Regions from separate parts of the Mus musculus genome. Here region 1 is linked to region 2. A link is a contact called in public HiChIP or PLAC-seq data. All regions are on one chromosome and are shown on one strand. The core of a region is the stretch at or near the end of the contact, and the rest is flanking DNA. Distances in the headings are between cores, read along the strand shown.

Region 1 (3,025 bases), core at 341-2,840, 220 kb before region 2:
GAGTGTGTGGGCTGCTGAGGCAGACAGAGTGGGCTCAGCCACACCTGGTTAGCATGGACATTGTTTTCTCATCTGCAGAGCAAGGACAGCCACCATCCAGCGCACTGAGGACCAGTGTGACCATACTATAGTTGAGTCAATGTCAGCTGTACACCTCAGAGGTGTGAATGAGGAGTGGACACTCACCTTCTCTGCAAAGGTAAAAATCTTCCTCTGATCAACACCGCCGAACTGGGCGTCTACTTTTAAGTACTCTTCATCCAAAGCCTGTGGGAAGAAACACAGGGTGTGAACACCTATGGTCTTGGTCCCCCATGGGTCTGAGCCACAAAATTTTGAATCACATGAGTTCTCATAGGGTGGAGCCAGGAGAGAAACAAGCAACACAGAGCCTCCCTGGTGGCTCAGAAACAGCTGTGGAGTTCATGTGCGATCATTACTGCACATGGAGTAGGCTCTGCTTTCAGGATGCTCAGAGTCTAATTCAGTGCGGGAGGAAGTGATGTCGAAGGTCTCCCACTGAATAAGGCATGTCACATTGAAGATGCCATGGAGCAGTGACTCCTGCCAGCCTGCCAGCCAGCCAGTCACTATGAGTACTTGGGAGGTAGAAGCAGGAGGTTTTACTGAGGTCATGAGTTCAAGACCAACCTGGACAACACAATAAGACACTCTAGGGAAAAAAAGGCCCTCAAAGTTGGGTGTGTGTGTAGTAAGCACATATGCTTACCTTGCATAAGGTCCCGGGTTCAGTCATGGACACCAAACCCCCAATAAAAATGCTTATGACTACTTAGCTAAGAGTTTGTAAAGCAGGTTCTTTACCCAGGAGGCCCAGAGCTCTTCTGCAATGTACAAGAACTGATTCTCTCTTTTCACTACGTGGGTCTTAGGAGATGGAAGTCAGGGCAGCAGGCTAGGTGGCAAGTGCCTTAACTGTCCAAGCCATCTTGCTGGCTGAGATTCAGGTCTTTTCTATTGCTTTGTTTTTTTTTTTTTTTTTTTTGGTTTTATGAGACAGGGTTTCTCTGTGTATCCCTGGCTGTCCTGGAACTCACTCTGTAGACCAGGCTGGCCTCGAACTCAGAAATCCACCTGCCTCTGCCTCCCAAGTGCTAGGATTAAAGGCGTACGCCACCACGCCCGGCTTATTGCTTTGTTTTTTAATAGTTTCCTTGATACTTTGGAGGCATGGGGAGGGCAATACTGAACTGCACATAGCGCTCATGCCTATAATTCCAGCAATTGAGAGGCTGGAACAGAGACTGCTATGAGGTTTAGAGCAATCTATTGCTATACAGTGAGCTGCAGACCAATTGCCCCCATTTCCCCAATACCAAAACCGAAATAAAACAAAACCCCAAAAACCAAACCAGTAAACTAGGAGCACTAACTGAACACTTGCCAGGCCTGGTGCCAGCCCTGTGGATTCAGGGATGAATCAGACCCGCTTCCTCCCTGCAAGCTCAATTATCTACTTGGGGAGAGACACGCAAACAGATCATTTCAGCCCAGCATTTAAGGGCTGACTACATGCTCATGTTAGGAACCGGGCCAATACCCGTAGTCTAGTCAGCTGGGTGTGGGAAAGTCTTCCTAGAACCAGACTGTGGGTTGGACTTGAGGTTTTCGACTACAAACAGGAGACAGAGTGAGAAGGCAGAGAGTGTGAAGTGTTTAGGAAACGTAAGTGACTCAGTCAGGAGAAGCCGACTTCCAGCGACGTGGTGCTGCTGAGTGGAGAGGTTAGGCAAGGAGGCGAGGGCCAGGTCTGATGGTTGTGACTGACTGCAGCCTCAGTCCTGCCAAGGCAGAAGCAGGCAGATTCCCATGAGTTCAAGGCCAGCCTACTCTACTTAGTGGGTTCTAATCCAGAGAGAGCTACAAAGACTGTCTCAAAAATTAAAGTAGCTGGAGGAGGTGGTATACACCTTTAATTCTAGCACCGAGGGCAGAGGTAGGAATTCAAAGCCAGCCCCCTTCACATAATGAGTTCTAGTCCAGTCAAGGCCATAAAGTGAGAACTTGTCCAAAATAAATAAATAAATAATAAAAAGAAAAAAAGTTGGGCCAGGCAGTGGTGGCGCATGCCTTTAATCCCAGCACTTGGGAGGCAGAAGCAGGTGGATTTCTGAGTTCGAGGCCAGCCTGGTCTACAGAGTGAGATCCAGGACAGCCAGGGCTACACAGAGAAACCCTGTCTCAATAAAACCAAAAAAAAAAAAAAAAAAGAAAAGTTGGTAAGACCATGAGTGTCATATTAGTACTGCCTGAATGCCTTAGTTAGTACTACCTTACCACTGGACAGTTTTAAGGAAACATGTGACCAGCACTGAAGAAAGATACCAGTTACAGACAGAGCAGGGCACGGACTGGAGGCCTGTGTAGGCTAGAGACAGAGAGGCTTACAACAGCACTAACAGGCTGTTGTAAGAGTCTAGGTGAAAACACCCATGACCCAAAGCAACGGAGATGTGGAACAAGAACAAGTTCAAGAGGCTGGAAGATGGCTCAGCGGTTAGGAGCACTGGCTACTCTTTCAGAAGACCCAGGTTCAATTCCCAGCATCCACACAATAGCTCACAAATGTCTGTAATTATAGTTCCAGGGGATCTGACACCCTTAAACAGACAATACACCAATGTACATAGAATAAAATAAATTAAAATCTTAAGGAAACAGTAACTAGTTTAAGAGCTGACAGTGTGTGTAAGTGTGCGTGCCCACATGTATGTGGAGACCAGGGATGGGTGTTGAGTGTTTCTGTTGCTCCCCACCAGAGGCAGTATCTCTCACTGAATTTGGAGCTCACTAACTTGGCTAGTCTTGTTAGTTAGGGATGGACCAGCCTGTCTCTATCGTTAGATTAGAAGTTATCTTATTACAAGGTCAAAACAAATTCATTGCAGTTTTCTGTAGGTTTTGACCCATTTTTTGAAATTTGACATGTTCCACACCCCATACTCTGACCTCAACTTTGACCTGCTAATTAATTGTGAGATGTTCTACCAAGTTCCTATGTAAC
Region 2 (3,065 bases), core at 526-3,025:
AAGTCAGGGCAGAAACTCAACAGCACAGGAACCTGGAGGCAGGAGCTGATGCAGAGGCTGTGGAAGGGATGCTGCTTACTGGCTTGCTCCCCATGGCTTGCTCAGCCTGCTTTCTCCAGGACCATCAGCCCAGGGGTGGCTTCACCCACAAGGGTTAGGCCCTCCCCCCAACGATCCCTAGTGAATCAGCTTGTGTCACGCTGATATAACACTATCTTGCACTGAAACCCTGTAAGACAGGTCACCTTTCTGCAGGGCTTTCGGCCACGCTGCTGTCAGAAGGTCTGAGGTGGTATTTATTTATTTGTTATATGAAAGTACACTGTAGCTGTTTTCAGACACCCCAGAAGAGGGTATCAGATTCCATTACAGATGGTTGTGAGCCACCATGTGGTTGCTGGGAATTGAACTCAGGACCTTCAGAAGAGCCGTCAGTGCTCTTAACAACTGAGCCATCTCTCCAGCCCCCATAGTTTAATTTTACCAAGTCATTCTTTATCGAGTGTTTGTACCAAGCTCAGTCCACTGCATATGATGTCACTGAGTCATCTGCATCATCAGCCCTGATGTCCTGTTTCCCTGCCCTGTTGCTTCTATAAAATGCAAATGCAAGGTAGGAGCGAACAGGTTCATTCTAGCTCCCACCTCGGGGTTACAGCCCATGTCAGCAGGAAAGTACGCATCACAGCACAGTGTAGAGCAGAGCGGACATGGTTACTCTTATATATATATAGTTCAGGACCCAACCCTAGGTAATGGCGCCGCCCACAGGGGTCTGGCTCCTCCCACATCAATGAATGTAAACGTGATAATTCCCCACAGGCCAACCTGATCCATACAGTCTCTCACTGAGATTCTCTTGGATGGTTGACAAGGAGAACCAACCTTCACAGTCGTGCTTTATCCTGTTATGCACGGGGAAACTGAGGCTCAGTGTGGCTAAGTGGCTTGTTTAAGTCACATCGCTAGTGGGATCTGTGACCATTTATTTTTTATTTTATTCTTTTGTGGTAGCCAGTTCCATTTTTTTTCCACAAACATTTGTTGTTTTCCCGGGAGGACAATCCCGTACTTCGTTTCTGTTGGACTCTGGGGAGGGCACGTGACTTACTTTGGCCAATGGAATGCGAGCAGGGAGAGCTGCCTTATGTAAGGCTTCAGATCAGAAACTACTGGGAAGGATTGCTGTGTTTCCTTTTCCCTCCCTCTGTAGACACAGAAACGCCGCGAACCGAAGAGAAACCACGGTGAGCAGATGCTCTGCATCCAAGCACATGACCATAAATTCACTCTTTATGGTCAAAGCAGGGGTTCTATTTTGTTGTTTTAGGCTACTGAAAAATTCCCAGTTGCTGTTCCTGTTTGACACAGGTCCTATGCTTAGTCTGGCCTGGAACTTGTTACGTGGCTAAGGATGACCTTGAACTCCTGATCTTCCTGTCTCCATCTTCCAAATGCTGGCGTCGCTGGTGTGCACCACCACACTCGGTCCCTCTGTTACTATAGCAAAACACAATCTGCCCTAACCAAATCTCTCTCGCTGGGGATGGAATAACCAGGACAGGATGCCCTTGCCCAGTGGTCAGGATCCCCTTGCCTTGGTCACTTGAGTGCAGACATGCATTTCCAAAAGCTTTGCAGACTTTGGGCTCCGGTTGCCACCACAGACCAACTGGCTTTCACCTGGCAGGCAGAGGCTTCCTTTTGTGCCGCCAGGCCTGGTGGGTCTTTCCGATTTGTGTAACAGATTTCCTGTTCTTTTGTCACGCAGACCACAGCAATGGGAGATGTGGTTTTCTCAAGAACTGACTAAGCTCAGGCCACCTGAACAATTAGGCCATTCACTACCATTCTGAGGTCATTGTGGCCAAACTTGTAGTTCTATAAAAAGCTGCCAGCCTTCACACACACACACACACACACACACACACACACACACACATGTAACCAAAATAAAACCAAACAGTCTTATGCTACTAGCAGCAACTGTTACACAAAGGATAATTTAATGACACTTGGCAAAGCCAACTTTGTTCAGAACCACTTTGAGAGGGAAAGGGACCTGACCAACGCGGGGGAGTGTCACAGGGTTGGGGGTGGGGTGAATAAGAGGTTAGGCTCAGGGCTGGAGAGATGGCTCAGCAATTAAGAGCACTGACTGCTCTTCCGGAGGTCCTGAGTTCAAATCCCAGCAACCACATGGTGACTCACAACCATCTGTAACAAGACCTGATTCCCTCTTCTGGTGTCTGAAGACAGCTACAGTGTGCTTATATATAATAAATAAAATAAATAAATCTTAAAAAAAAAGATTAGGCTCTAATCTCTAATCTAATCTCTAAGGTGCACAGAAGCACAATGGGGCTGGTGGGTGGAAAATTACCAAGAGGAAACCTCTGGGGTGAGGGGTATTCCTTCTATATGACTGAACAGGATTCTTGTTGAAAAATAGTCCAGGAGGACCAGACGTTGGGGTCGTGGAGGAAGAGGAACTGATCAAGGACAGCCAGAACTCCGGGATGAGGAAGTTCTTACTGATTTACGGTTCTTTGCTGAAACTGGCTTTTCCAGCGAAGTTCTCAGATGGACCTAGCAGAAGTTACAGAACCTTGACTATGCTTGAGCCAAGCAAAGGCTCCTGTCACAACACACACACACTCAGCAGGGGAGATTCTGCTCCGGTAACACAGCCTAGGAGGAAACCCTTGTGGAGAGCACCAGGGGGTGACGGGAAGGCGTTGAGGGAGACCTGGGGACAGTGGGTGGGAAGAACTCTAAGCACTGGGAGGAAGGAGTGTTGTGGTTCCTGAGACCAGAATTCACTTGAAGCTGGTGAACAGGGGAGCTTAGACCTTGCGATTAATGACGTGTCCGCTCGTTCATTTCATGTATTCAATTGTTTGATGGCTACTTATCGTATTGGCATAGTTTTTGATACAGGGTCTCATTGTATAGCCCAGGTTAGCCTAGGCTAACTCACTAAGCAAGTCTCAAACTCACAACCCTCCTCCAGCCTTCTGGGTGCTGGGATGACAGAAGTGCACCATGGCTTCCCGAGCAAGCAG

The links. HiChIP or PLAC-seq counts read pairs in DNA pulled down with a chosen protein or histone mark.
Region 1: a contact with region 2 is called in a FOXA1 HiChIP or PLAC-seq map of pancreatic cancer cells. The contact joins two enhancer-like sites. A contact is called at or near these places in 2 of 39 promoter capture datasets (the C10 cell line and liver), 5 of 115 datasets of contacts at active chromatin or transcription factors (embryonic stem cells, memory CD8 T cells, microglia and 1 more) and 2 of 9 other capture datasets (adipose tissue and pancreatic islet).

Annotation. Positions count from the first base shown.
Region 1 is chr4:129,203,371-129,206,395 of GRCm38.p6, reverse strand. Yars (tyrosyl-tRNA synthetase) reads right to left here. Exons shown (of 13, transcript NM_134151.5): 5 at 187-267. Among named protein-coding and RNA genes, the nearest start is that of Yars, 15 kb to the right of the region's middle. Within about 2 kb of position 1,590, at least 34 of the 459 cell types and tissues checked have an H3K27ac peak or open chromatin away from gene starts, as enhancers often do. A contact at or near this core is called in pancreatic cancer cells, where this site is marked.
Region 2 is chr4:128,980,046-128,983,110 of GRCm38.p6, reverse strand. No RefSeq gene overlaps it. Among named protein-coding and RNA genes, the nearest start is that of Ak2, 12 kb to the left of the region's middle. Within about 2 kb of position 1,775, at least 147 of the 459 cell types and tissues checked have an H3K27ac peak or open chromatin away from gene starts, as enhancers often do. A contact at or near this core is called in pancreatic cancer cells, where this site is marked.